Linked DNA regions of Sus scrofa: region 1 is linked to region 2. A link is a contact called in public Hi-C data. All regions are on one chromosome and are shown on one strand. The core of a region is the stretch at or near the end of the contact, and the rest is flanking DNA. Distances in the headings are between cores, read along the strand shown. Region 1 has its middle 480 kb from the start of DYSF. Region 2 holds the start of LOC100521659 (cytochrome P450 26B1).

Region 1 (5,736 bases), core at 2,167-4,666, 190 kb after region 2:
TGGCTGGGACACATCTAGCCTTTTACTCTATGTCCCTGGGAAAGGAAAGAGCTCAGAGCTGCCAACAGCCTGTTCTCGAAGCCCTTGGATGGAAAGGGCCCCATAGGGCTTTCAGTTTTCAAATGGCCTTGGCTTTCTCCCCCTGAGGTGAGTCACCGTGCTGCCTGCAAGGGATGAATGGATGAACAGCAGGGCAGGGGCCCAGCATGAGGTCATCTGGGCCATACTTCCCGCCTGACCCCAGCCCCGGGGGCCAAGTTCAGGGAGTTTCCCAAGGTCAGCGAGGAAGGGGTCATGGCCAGAATAGTGCAGAGCTCCAGCCACTGTGCAGGGGTGGAGGTGGGTGGGGCGGGTGCTGTTGGGATCAGGGCCCAAGAGCTGAGGAATGGATTTCAGCAGTGACTCCGCTGGGGTGGGCCACGGAGGCGCAGAATCAGGCGCCAAGACGCTCAGGGAGTTAGCAGTGCAACCATGACCAGCGCCCAGGGCTCCTTTGTGAGGCCCTTTGCACGCCACACGTGGGAGCCCCTGAAGCAGTGTTGCCCAGATTTCATCCTCACAGACTTCAGGTCGGTGCCTGCTCCAGCTGTTTTCATTTTTCCCAGAGACCCACGTAACTCAGGCTCTGTCCACTTCTGATTTCAATCCTTGCTGCTGTTGGAACCCGTTTCTTTTCCTCTCATCCCCCCAGGACAGGAGGCAAAGCTCCAGATGGCAGTGAAAGACCAAAGTGAGCAAAGGAAACGGAGCCAGGGAAGAGAGTCACCAATAGAGGCTGACACCAATTCTGCATTATAAAAAAAAAAAAAAAGAAAGAGAAAGAAAACAACAAACAAAACAAAACATAACAAAAAACTACAGTTGGAGAAATTCTCCACTTTACAAACTACTCTTCCGTTTAGGACTCCATTAAGGCCAGGAATTCCTGGTGTATTTCATATGGAATTTGATTCACAAACCGTCTAATTCCATCAGCAACATGTTATTAACAATGACCATCTGTGAGGCACCAAAAGTTTTTAAAATATGGCCTCCCATCAAAGTTACGCCTGCCTGAGGGTTCCTGGAGCTTCAGGGAACCCCAAATCAATTTGGAGTATGCCTGGCCTCTGATCCGCCCAGATCAGGAGAATTTAACCCCTGTCTCATAAAGGGAAACCGGATGTTGGAGTAAAGCACTAGCGCTGAGATCCACAAAACTCTCAGGCCTCTGCTGTGCAGGGGAGCAAGTACTTGGAATCTGGTCCATGTCGAGCTTCTCCGTTCCTCATCCTCCCACCGACTCCCACCTCCCATCGACTCCTGTGTCCTGCGGGCTTGGGGCTGCCTAACGCATTGATTGGCTCCCACTGAGCCAGAGGCTGCTGTGCCTTCCAAAAGCAAACTCTCTTCCCTTCTCTCTCAATGCTGTTCAGGAAGCCCAAAAGCACAGCCCAATCTGACCTGCCCCCTGCTGGTATCGTCGGCGGATGGCATTTTCTACAGATTTCCAAATATCTCTGATCCACCTGTTCTGCCCTGTAACCGTGAGATCCACGAAACTCTCAGGCCTCTGCTGTGCAGGAGAGCAAGTGCTTGGAATCTGGTCCATGTCGAGCTTCTCCGTTCCTCATCCTCCCACGGACTCCTGTGTCTTGCCCCACGGAGGGTGGCATCTAATTCCCCTTCCCTCGTTTCTGGTTTCTTCCCCTTCCCTTGATTGCTTGAACAACAGAGCACAGTGAGGCATCACATGCTTCCGGTGATGCTTCAGAGCCTGGGTCAGAGACGGCAGTGCAGCTTCTGCCTGCTTCCTATAACTCGGAAGAGGTCCTGGACACCTTAGACCAGCCGCCATACTCTGAGGAAGCCAAGCCCCATGCAGAGCACACATGCAGGTACTCTGGCCATCGGTCATGGCCCAGGTGCCAGATGTGTGACAGAGGAGCTTTCGGATGATTCCAGTTCCCGGCTATAGAGCCATTCCCAGCCTTGGGCTCTGCCCAGCCGAACCCCAGGCAGTGTGGAGCAGACTAGCCATGCCCACCGTGCCTTTCCAGTTCCCAACCCACTGATTCTCTGAGCATAACGGAGGGTTGTTTGCAGCAGAGGTGTGGAGTCATTTGCTCCGTGGCCATAATAATCTGAGGACACCTCACCCAAGGTCTCCAGGCACCTAGTGTTCTCTTCTGTAGCGCTCAGTGCAGTGGTAATTAATGAACCCAGGATCAGGCGATTCTTTCTTGACTGTCTTTCCCGTTCAACTCCAAGTTCCAGGAAGACAAGCGATGCTGTCAAGCCCATCACTGTACTCCTCGGGAGCTGGCCAGGGAGACGCTCAGTGAATATTTAACGGATGACTGATCTTAATACTGTCCTCAGGCTGACCCCTAAACTTGACCTCAGAATGACTCGGGCCCTGGATTCAGACTGATTTTAACCCTGGCCACAGACCAACCCCTAATTCTGGCATCAAACATCTAACCCTGGCCACAGCTGGAGCGCAGCCTCTTGCTCTGGTGCTGGAGCACTAAGCCCAGTTTCAGACCGACCCCTAAACTTGACCTCGGAATGACTCCTAGCCTCACCATGGCCCAGATGGACTGGCCCCAGCCTGCCTCTCCTGGCTCGCCTCTCGCTCGCCGCATCGCACCCCCACATTCCTGCCGATTGGCCCTTCTTTGAGCCGCTTCGAGGACTGCAGCTCCTTTAGGCGTCAGCACCCCGAGAGACATATACTTGCCCCTGTCAGGGGCCCACTTTGCCTGCTAACACTACCATTTCACGTCTCGCTTAAATGCCACTCCCTTAAGGATCAGCTCATTTAAACGTGACCCCTTTATAAATGCTGTGAGCATTTTCACACTTTATAACTACATATGTATATATAAATGTTTCCTAACATGTGTTCAGTGCCTTTCTTTTCCTAGAGACTGGATTCCGTCCGTGGGTGTGGGGACCACATTCGTTTTGCTCACTGCGCTCTACACAGTGTACCCAGCACCAGGCCTGGCACCTACAAGGGGGCTCATCATTAGCTGTGGGATGACTCAGTGAACCAATGACTGGGCAGCACATCCTCTGGAAAGCCTTCTCTCGGGCCCTCCCGGCCACAGAGAAGCTCCTGGTCTTCTCTAGTCTCGCCCTGGGGTCCTGGGAACAACCGCGTGGGAGCGCTCAGCCCCTCTCGGGGTGATTTCCGTGCCTCTCCCACCAGTGTGTGGCGGTCTCGGGCCCCGAGCCGGCCCTCCCCTCTGCAGCTCCAGCACGCACAGGCCTGGGCAGCTCCATAAATGTGGCTTGAACTGTTGAACTGAACCCATCCCTTCTCTCCAGCCTCCTTTCTGGCCTCAGCTCTCGACTGATTCATGTGAGGGGCCATCAGGAGCAGCGCTTCAAACAGAGAAGAAACAAATGAAGCAACGGAGAAATCGGCAGTAGGAGACAGGCGGAGACATCCATCTCCTCCTGCCCTCTGTCCTCATCACCATCCCCCTGAGGGTTGCAGGCAGTCAAAAGTTCAGGCTCCACGTTTTCTGGAAGAGGGAGGGAAGTCTGTGTGTGGGGGGGATCAAAAAAAAGTCCCCAAACTCAAATCACGCACGCAGAACAACAAGCCATAAAACAGAACACCATTGGGAGAAGATGGGGTCACATGGTGGGAATCTGGATTGCAAGGGGGGGGGGCGGCACTTGAGAAAACGCAGCCTGCTCAATGGGAACCAGATGGGCTGCGCGTTCTTAAATAGAATCCCAGACTTGCTGTGCTGGCGGGAGCCGGGCTGGGGGGCTCTCCCCTTGGCCCCTTCATGGGCAGAGGGGACATGGAGGCCGAGGGAGATGGCAGAGGGCCCCTGAGGCTGTGACAGAGCAGCAGCTTGACCCCGGCTCCTGGCTCTGGGTCAGGGCTCCACTCACCCTGCCACGCTGTCTCCCAGCCTTCTGCCAGGATCTCCAAATTAGAAGCATATCGAGAAGCATTACTGTCATTTCCCCCTTTTCTGGACTTTCTGCTAATTCTTTCTCTGTGCAGTATCATTTTAGAGGTGCCGGAAAGGTCACCTTGTTCCAACATCCCCATCCCTGTCCATACAACCCACGACAAGACCTGTGACGGACACTGTGCTGGGGGCTTTACACCTCTCCTCTCGTGAGGTCGCCCCAGTGTCTGCAAGGGAGGTGCTGGTCTCTGAGTTCGGTTTCCCACAGGATGGAAGGGAAGATGGGGTCAGATACTGTCATTTTGCCTTTTGCCGATCACTTAAGATTTAGTACCTTAACCAGAGATCTTTGTAGCAAAACAAGCATGAAATAAAGCTGTCCCTGCAGAAACCATTGTGTGAAGACCTGAACGTGGCCACGCATTGCCTTTCCTCCCTGACTTCTCCTCCAGCACCAAGCCGTCACTGGTTTCTTTTGCAGCTCCCCTGAGAAGCAGTCTCCAGCAGTAACTTGCACGGGGTGCTGCACGTGACCCTGTAGACTGTGTACCTAACAGGTCCCAGGGCACCACCCCCGGTGATGTGAACGACAGCCCCGGCCTCCCTGCTGAGCCTTCCCAATGCCCACCCAGGCATGAGGGACGGACCTCAGCCTCCTCCGGGCATGGGCTGGGGGAATCCCTGCTCTTCTGGGAACCCAGAGTGGTCTGTGTCTCCTACCAGGAGGGATAAAAAACGCAGCCTCTGATTAGGGTTGGAAGCAGTCCCCTCTGGGCTGCCTTGGGGCTGGTGAGCCTTCCTTTTGAAGCGCCCCAGAGCTGACAATATCTCTAACAACCAATCCCTCGGTCATCCAGCCAGTGCTGGCCAGCACCTGGCAGTGTGCTCCTGAATGACAGGTCAATGAGCGGCCAGAGGCAGAGTCATGGGGAGGGGTTCCTGGTGGAGGAAGAGCCAGAGATGAAAGACCGGGAGGGGAGAGGGCGGTCTTGCCTGGGGCTGATGTGGCTGTAGCGCAGGGAGTGAGGAGGAGGCAGCAGGAGAAGCAGGAGGTGTGAGGCTGGTGCAGGGGCTCATTGGAAGGGTCTGGAAGGCCAGGGCCAGGAGCCTGGATTTTATTCAAAGAGCGGTGGGGACACCTTTGAAAGGCTTTAAGCAGGGAAGTCGTGCAACCAACATTTTGCAACATCAGTCTGGCTGGAGCGGATGAGAGGGAACAGAAGGGGAGCAGCACGACAAGAGAGGAGGCTGTTGCAGGGGTCCAGGGGGGTGAAGACGATGGCCTGGACAAGGCACCATCTGCTGGAGGGACAGAAGTGGATGGGTTTGAGAATGTGTTGGAGAAAGACTTGGCTGGACTTCCTGCGGGCTGGATGTGCGGGTGAGGGGTGAGGAGTGCCCTGAGTTTGGGGCCCAGATGAGCGGGGGAGTGGGAGAGGCCGTTCCTAGGGACGGGAAGGCCGCCTCCTTCCCTGACCCTGTCCCCAAATGCCACAACCCGTGACTCCAGCAAGTGAGTAACATGTGCTGTGGCCTCTCTCTGCTCCCTTCCTTGCAAAACAGATGGAGAGAGAAGGAAGAAGGCCAAGCCTCCGCGGCTGTGAGTGTACTTTCCACTTTTAGCTCAGCAGTTGGGAGCCCGTGGCCTTGCCGTTCCTTGCCTCCCACTCCTGGTTCTCCCAGCTCTGCTCTAAATCAAATTTGCCTCGGCATCATTTATCGACACCTGCTGTGGCTCAGCCACATGAAGGCACTGTGGGCTTCATGGGAGAAGGAACACTTGTGGTCCAGCGGTTACAGTGTGGGGAACGCCAGG
Region 2 (6,478 bases), core at 3,932-6,431:
CCCCTCTCCCAGCCATGGTCCCCTGAGCAGCTGGGAGTGAGGTACCAGGCTGTGCCCGCATCTGGCACTGCCAGGTAGAGACACTTAGGTGGGGGTTGTTATCTTAAAAAACAAAAACAAAACAAAACAAAATCCCAAAAGCCAATGATGAGAAGATACTGGAGTGGGTGGGCTGGCAGCAAGTCACACTAAGGGACAAAAAGAAGAAGGAGACCTTTTAAGAATTAAATATCTAGGATCCAGACTCTAGCTCGGCTTCGGAAACATCATAAGGAGCCAGGATGGCGGCTCCAAAGTAGGTGACTGGGCTGGCTGGGACCCCGGCAGGTGGTGGTTTTGAGGGGGTCAGTCCATATTCTAAACTGCAGCCCCAGAACCCTTGAAGCGGCAAGGTGGGAGGTGGGGGGTGGGGCTCAGCCCCTGGGGCCTCTAGAAAGGCAGCATCCATGGCACTGTGGTGCTTTCCAAGCCAAGTTGGATTAAGTCCCTCCCCCACCAACCAGGCTGGAAAGCAGGGGCCCCAGCCCCTCTCAGAATAGCCAAGGCAGTCAGGGAGCGTCCTCTAAACTGTCCTTGAAGACTGGGTGTCCGAGGGCCACTGTGGGCCTTGTGGTGCCCATTCTGGGGGGAGGGGGCAAGCAAGCCTACCCCAGGAGGAATATCTGGGGCCACAGCTGGGATCCAGGGCCAAAGCGGCACAGCTAACCTGCAGGGCCAGCAGTTTCTGTTCCAGTTCTGGAGGAGCTTGTCTGAGCAGAAGCTCGGGGGAGGCCCTCAGGGGTGGGGATGGGGGGCCCTCTCCACCGCCCCTCAGAAAGAAACAGAATGTCACTTCCCCACTGGACTCGACATGGGGGCAAGGGGTCCCCGTGACTGGCATGCGCGTACAGAGCAGCCTCCGTGAACAGAGAAGCCTCAGGATGAAATGAGGACCAGCCTGAAGCTCCAGGGAAGATGAGAGCTGATTGCCAGGGGTTTCTCAGTGTGGGCAAGGCCGGACAGGGCTAAGAGCAGAGCGAACTGCCCCAGGTGAGAGTCTGAGCTTTAGTCCTCAGGCCAGCAGCGGGGCTGGGAAGGTCCTGCAACCTCTGGAGACCCCCACATACCAGCCCTGCTGCCTGCCCGCAGCCTCCGGGTCTCTGCTCTGGGCCCTGGCCACTCCGATCTTTATCCTGGGCTTTTTTCCCTTTCCATTTGGCTCTGGTTGGAGGTAGCAGAGGTTGTTTTAGGGAAAAGAAAGTAAATAAGTGTCAATGAAAAAAATTAATAACTTGGGGCCCAAACTAGGCAAAATTACGTGCAAAACTAACAACTCTCTCCGTTGTCAGCCGGAATGGTCAGAAGCGTGGAAACAAAGGGGCAGCCGCCATGTGGGACAGGACCTCGTGTTTCCTGGGGCAGCGTGTGGGGATGGGGGTGGGGCAGTGCGATGGGGAAGGGGCAGGGGGCTCTGGGCCTCAGTTTTGTCATCCGTACAAATAGTGATATGTAAATCTAATAACTAAAAATAGTGTAATTTTACAGGGCTGTGTGTCGATAAGAGATCTGTGGGCTTGACAGGGCTGACACAGGGAAGGGTTGTGAAATATGCAATGTCTTGTTCCTTTGGCCATAGAAAGGCCAGGGCACTCCTGGGGAGCTTTGCCCCAGATTTGCCCTGGAAGAGGGTACAGAAGCTGTGCCTTGCCCCCGGTCTGTATATCCCAAGAGTGTCTGATGCCTGCCATCCGTATGCTCCCAGCCCCTCTGCCAAGCCTTGCAAAGTCCATCGAGGCAGAACCCCCCTTGAACCAGCATCCCCACGACTGATCCCCCAGTCTGCTCCGACTGATTTCAAGGTGATTATCAGGCTTCGGGAACGTGGGAGGCAGACCGTGAACCAAGGCTCCAGAGCACTTGGGTGGTAGCTCAAGTCCTATCCTGCTCCCAGAGCCTCATGGGTTGAGCTGTACCCCATCACCCCATCTTTGAGGCAGTCCACAAAGGAGTATGGGCCAGCTGTACTCCTCTCACCAAAGGCAGGGTTGAGTGATGCTTGAGAGGACCGGGGTTCAGTCTGGAGTCAGGGACAGGGTCACGCCATGACTGGGATTAAGCATCAATCTGAGGTTGGGCTTGGGGCTCTGTTTTAGGTCAGGGTTTGGGGTCAGACTGAGGTCTAGATCAGGGCTTGGTCTGGGGCCAGGGTCCTTCTGAAGTCCATTTGAAGTGGATGAAGAAATGTCCTCAGATGGACTCTGACTGGTGAACACAGTGGACCCCCCTCTGTCCTAGCCTGGCTCTTAGCGGGGCTGTTCCCCAGCCCCAGGAGTCCTACTCCTTCCAGCACCTCTGGCAAGCTTTAGAGAATTGTAACACCATGGCTTTTCTTCTTTTTTTCCTAAGTACTCTTTGGGATTTGAGCAGAGAGATGGTTCCAATTGGGAAATCCAGCGACTATTGCTGTGAAGCCACGCTGTCCCTCTGGTCATTCCCCAGGACCCCACTTGGTGGCTGGCCACTGAGGACTCAGATTGATTCCCCTATGACCCTTCCCAACTTCCACCTGAACAGGAGGAAAGGATGAAGTGTCCCAAAACCAATGGTGAGGCAGGAGCAGGGGAAGGGAAGGCAATGGGTTTGCGGTGATTTCTTGGACTGTGATTCCTGCAGAACAGACACCTCCTGTGGTCTCTTGTTGAGGTTGGAGGCAGGTATTGCATGAATTCATTGACAGTGATTCTCTAAGCGTATGTGCCTGTGCCTCCGTGTGTGCGCACGTGTATCCATTTGTGTGCTCAGTTTTGCCTCTGTTATCTATTTGCATTTCTATAAGGCTGTGTTCCCATTCTTCCAGAGGTTGCTGTCTTCACAGGTGGGTTCCTCAGGGTCATCTGCCCCCTATTTTGCCACCTCTGGAGAGTGCGGTGTCTGCGGGTCAAGCTAGACTCTTAGGGAGCTTCAAAACGGCAGAGCCTCAACAATCTCCTCCAGCACCATTCTTGTCCAGCTTCACCTACCCACCCCCCACACAGGGAATGGTGTGGTTTTGGTTTCAGGGTTCCTGGGTACCCAGTCCAGAGTTGACAGTCCTGTAAACCTCCCTGTTGTGAGGATGTGCCCCAGGTCTCTATTTCTGGAGTCAGAGTGGTCCTGATCCGGACTTTATGAGTGTCTGAGCCCCAAGCCGCATGGGGCGGAAGTCTGAGGGCACTGAGACAGGAGTGGGGCCACTTAGGAGCCTACAAGCGGGGGCCCTTTAGGGGTGATCTTCCATTGTGAACCGAGAGGAGGGAAGGGGGAGCAGGAATTGCTTCCCCCTAAACCTGTAGTGCTACAACTGTCCACCAGGTGGGGTTCCAGGGCAGAGAGTGAGAGGAGAGATGACCCAGCGCTCAAGCAAGAGACCAGCTCTTAAACCTCCGCCCGCCACATCAACCTCGGAAGCGCTCACACAGGGAGGGATAACGCCGATGCTCACCCGATACTCGCACACATTCTTTTCTGGTGGATTCTAAAGTAGAACTCGTATCGGGTGCAGGGGAGCTGTTAAAAGGGGAATCTAGTTTCGTTTACACACATACCATCCTAACTAAAGGTTAGGTCTTCTGCTCTGCAAGTGTGAGAGTGAACGACGGAGAAAGGGGGCCGGCTGAGGGAAACGACGCGCGGGAGAGGGCGAGCCAGGCTCAAGCTAGACAATGTCGGGGCTGGCACGCGGCACGCGTAACTCCGTGTATCACAGACATGCAGGAGGAGAGGCCGGATGACAGACGGGTGCACGATGCACAGACACACGCAGAGCACCAAAGAGAACACCCAAACCCGCAGACATACCACACAGCTCCACAGACGTCGGGCCGACCCGGGGACACACGCGCGCGCGCACACAGGTGCGGCCCCGGGCCACACGCACATCTCGCACAGGCACGCGCTCTGGGCCCTGAGCGGCCGGCTGGGAGAGGGTGGCAGAGCTCACCCGGCATGTTTATTTACTAATTCATCAATGAACGTTTGTACCCAACTCCTCCCGCCTCCGGGTGCCCGGGCCGCCGCATTTGTCCTCTGCGTGGGACAGTCACTGGGACCAGCATCGGGGTTCCTCTGACGCTGCGGGGGTCTGAGGGAACTACAAAGTTAGGGGGTCTCGAAGTATCTGAGAGGAAGGCTGCAACGTCAGCTGCCCGGAACGTGGATGGGGAGAGGGGAACTTCGGGGTCCTGCAGTGTAAGAGAAAAGATGTATGGAGGGGGAAGGAACCTTGGCCTCTGAAGTTTGGAGATGTCCGGATCCAGGATGGGGGACCCCAGCTAGGAGGGGCTGGGAGTGGCAAAGGAGAGGATGAAGGGGTCCAGGGAGATAGGAGCCAGCGGGGTTCCTCGGGATAGGAGCAGGGGTCCCTAAGCACAGGTTCAGGGGCTTTTGGCGCCCCACAGTAGAGGGGTAGTCCGGCCAAGACCTGCGCTGCTGGGGCGACAGCCCACTCGGGACTGCCTGGGGTGGGAGAAGGAGTCCGGGGCCCCGGGAAGGAGGAAAAGAAGGAGGGAAGTATCCTAGCAGCCAAGCGGGCACCGTGCGAGTGCGCACCGTGTGTGTGTGTGTGTGTGTGTGTGTGTGTGTGTGTGTGTCTCATCTTGTCCGTCTGTAGGTGCCGGGCTCAGCGAGACGCCGGCAAGAAGGAAGAGAAGGCGAGAGGTGAACTGAGTTTGATCCTGCTGCGGCTACAAGTGGGTCCGGGGCAGGCGGCGGGCGGCGGGCGGCGGGCGGCCGGGGCGGGGCGGGAGGCCGGCGGGCGCTCACACGCTCCGGCCGCCGGCCTCTCACCACGCCTCCGGCGCAGGGGGGTGGGGGGGTGGGGGGTTGGCGGAGCGCCCACGGCGCAGCCTCCCGCCTCTATATAAACACACGCATCGCCTGGCTTTCCAGACAAATTCAAATTGAGAGAAGCTTTTAAAACCATCAACCCTGAAATCCTGCCTCCTGCTTTTCCTCCTCTTTCATTCCTTTTGCCTTCCTTTCTCCCCCCACCCTTTCTTCCCCCAGCAGCAACTCCAGAGCCGAGAGACTGCGTCCCGGGACGGACTGCCTTTTCTTAATTGATACAATAGCCCAGCTCCGGTTTTCACCTCCTCCCCCAACCCCACCCCGCCTCACCCCTCCCGCCCGCCGCCGCCGCCGCCTCCGCCGCCCCAGCGCCCGCCCGGGGCTCTGTCGCCGGCTGCGTCCCGTCTGGCCGCGGTCCGCCGGCTCCGCACCCGCGCCCGCCGCGCCACCTCGCCCGCCGCGCCCGCCTCGGGGGTGCAGCAGCGACTCTGGGGCTCCTGCGCGCCGCCCGGGGCAGCCCAGGGGCGCTGGGCTCGGCCACTCCTCTCGCCTCAGACGGGGAGCCTTCCCCCTCGCACCCAAAGTTTCTGGGTTCGTTGGAATTTGGGGATTCAGAATTTTTTTTTCTTCCTTTTTTAAGCTAGGAATTTGAGGGGAAAACTTTTGACAAATCGATCGCACTTTCTCTCCGCTAGTTCTCTGTCCCCCCTTCTTCTTCTTCTTTTTTTTTTCCGAGCAGGGGAAGGGGCTTACGAGAGAGGCTCCTGCTGGACAAAGTTTTCCAAAGTTTTCCGAGTGTGATGGTTGCGGGGAGAGCTAATCCACCAGCTTGATTCACAGCTTCATCTCACTACCCCTCGAGCAGCCCCTAAGCCCGCTATAAGGGAACAAACAAACAAACAAACAAAGTTACACTCCGAGTCGCCTCGTGTCTCCTCTCTCTCTTCTTTTAGGCGATTTCCCCCGGTCTCTCCGCTCCCCTCGCAGCCTCCACTTCCCTTCCCTCGGCCCCTCGCTCCTTCTCTGTTTCGGCTGGAGGTGCCAGGACCCCTGGCCGCAGCCTCCCCTCCCCCGCCGCTCCGTCCCTTCTCGTCCGGCCCTCCCCTCCCCCGCCGCGGCCCGCACAGCCAATCCCCCGAGCGGCCGCCAACATGCTCTTTGAAGGCTTGGAGCTGGTGTCGGCGCTGGCCACCCTCGCCGCGTGCCTGGTGTCGGTGACGCTGCTGTTGGCGGTGTCGCAGCAGCTGTGGCAGCTGCGCTGGGCTGCCACCCGAGACAAGAGCTGCAAGCTGCCCATCCCCAAGGGTTCCATGGGCTTCCCGCTCATCGGAGAGACCGGCCACTGGCTGCTACAGGTAAGGGCGCAATCGCTCCATTGCTCTCCAGGGTCCGCTAGCGGCGAGCACCCGGCGGATGGAGCCGCGGACCGGCCAGGGGGCGCCGGGAGCCTGAAGGCACCGGTCCCCGCCCCGCCCCTTCCCTCCTCTCCGCCCGAGCCGCCTGGGCTTCCCTTGCCCGCCTTCGGCGCGGTTGGGAGCCTGCAGGCGCCAGGCGAGCAGGTTCAGAGGGCTGGTAAGAGAGGTTCCCGGACCCGAGAGGGCTCCGAAGACCGACTTTTTCCAGTCGCGAGCGACTCACAGGGGTACGTGGAGCGTGCCCAGGGCTCCCCGCGCAG

What was found. Hi-C and Micro-C count contacts between places; a contact is called where the count stands out from the background.
Region 1: a contact with region 2 is called in a Hi-C map of subcutaneous adipose tissue, with 3 times the contacts expected there. A contact is called at or near these places in 4 of 5 promoter capture datasets (fetal liver, fetal skeletal muscle and liver), 14 of 47 Hi-C or Micro-C datasets (alveolar macrophages, brain, embryonic fibroblasts and 7 more) and 1 of 2 datasets of targeted methods (skeletal muscle).

Annotation. Positions count from the first base shown.
Region 1 is chr3:70,758,780-70,764,515 of Sscrofa11.1, forward strand. No RefSeq gene overlaps it. Among named protein-coding and RNA genes, the nearest start is that of DYSF, 480 kb to the right of the region's middle.
Region 2 is chr3:70,568,370-70,574,847 of Sscrofa11.1, forward strand. LOC100521659 (cytochrome P450 26B1) reads left to right here and starts at 5,182. Exons shown (of 6, transcript XM_003125033.5): 1 at 5,182-6,158. The coding sequence starts at 5,955.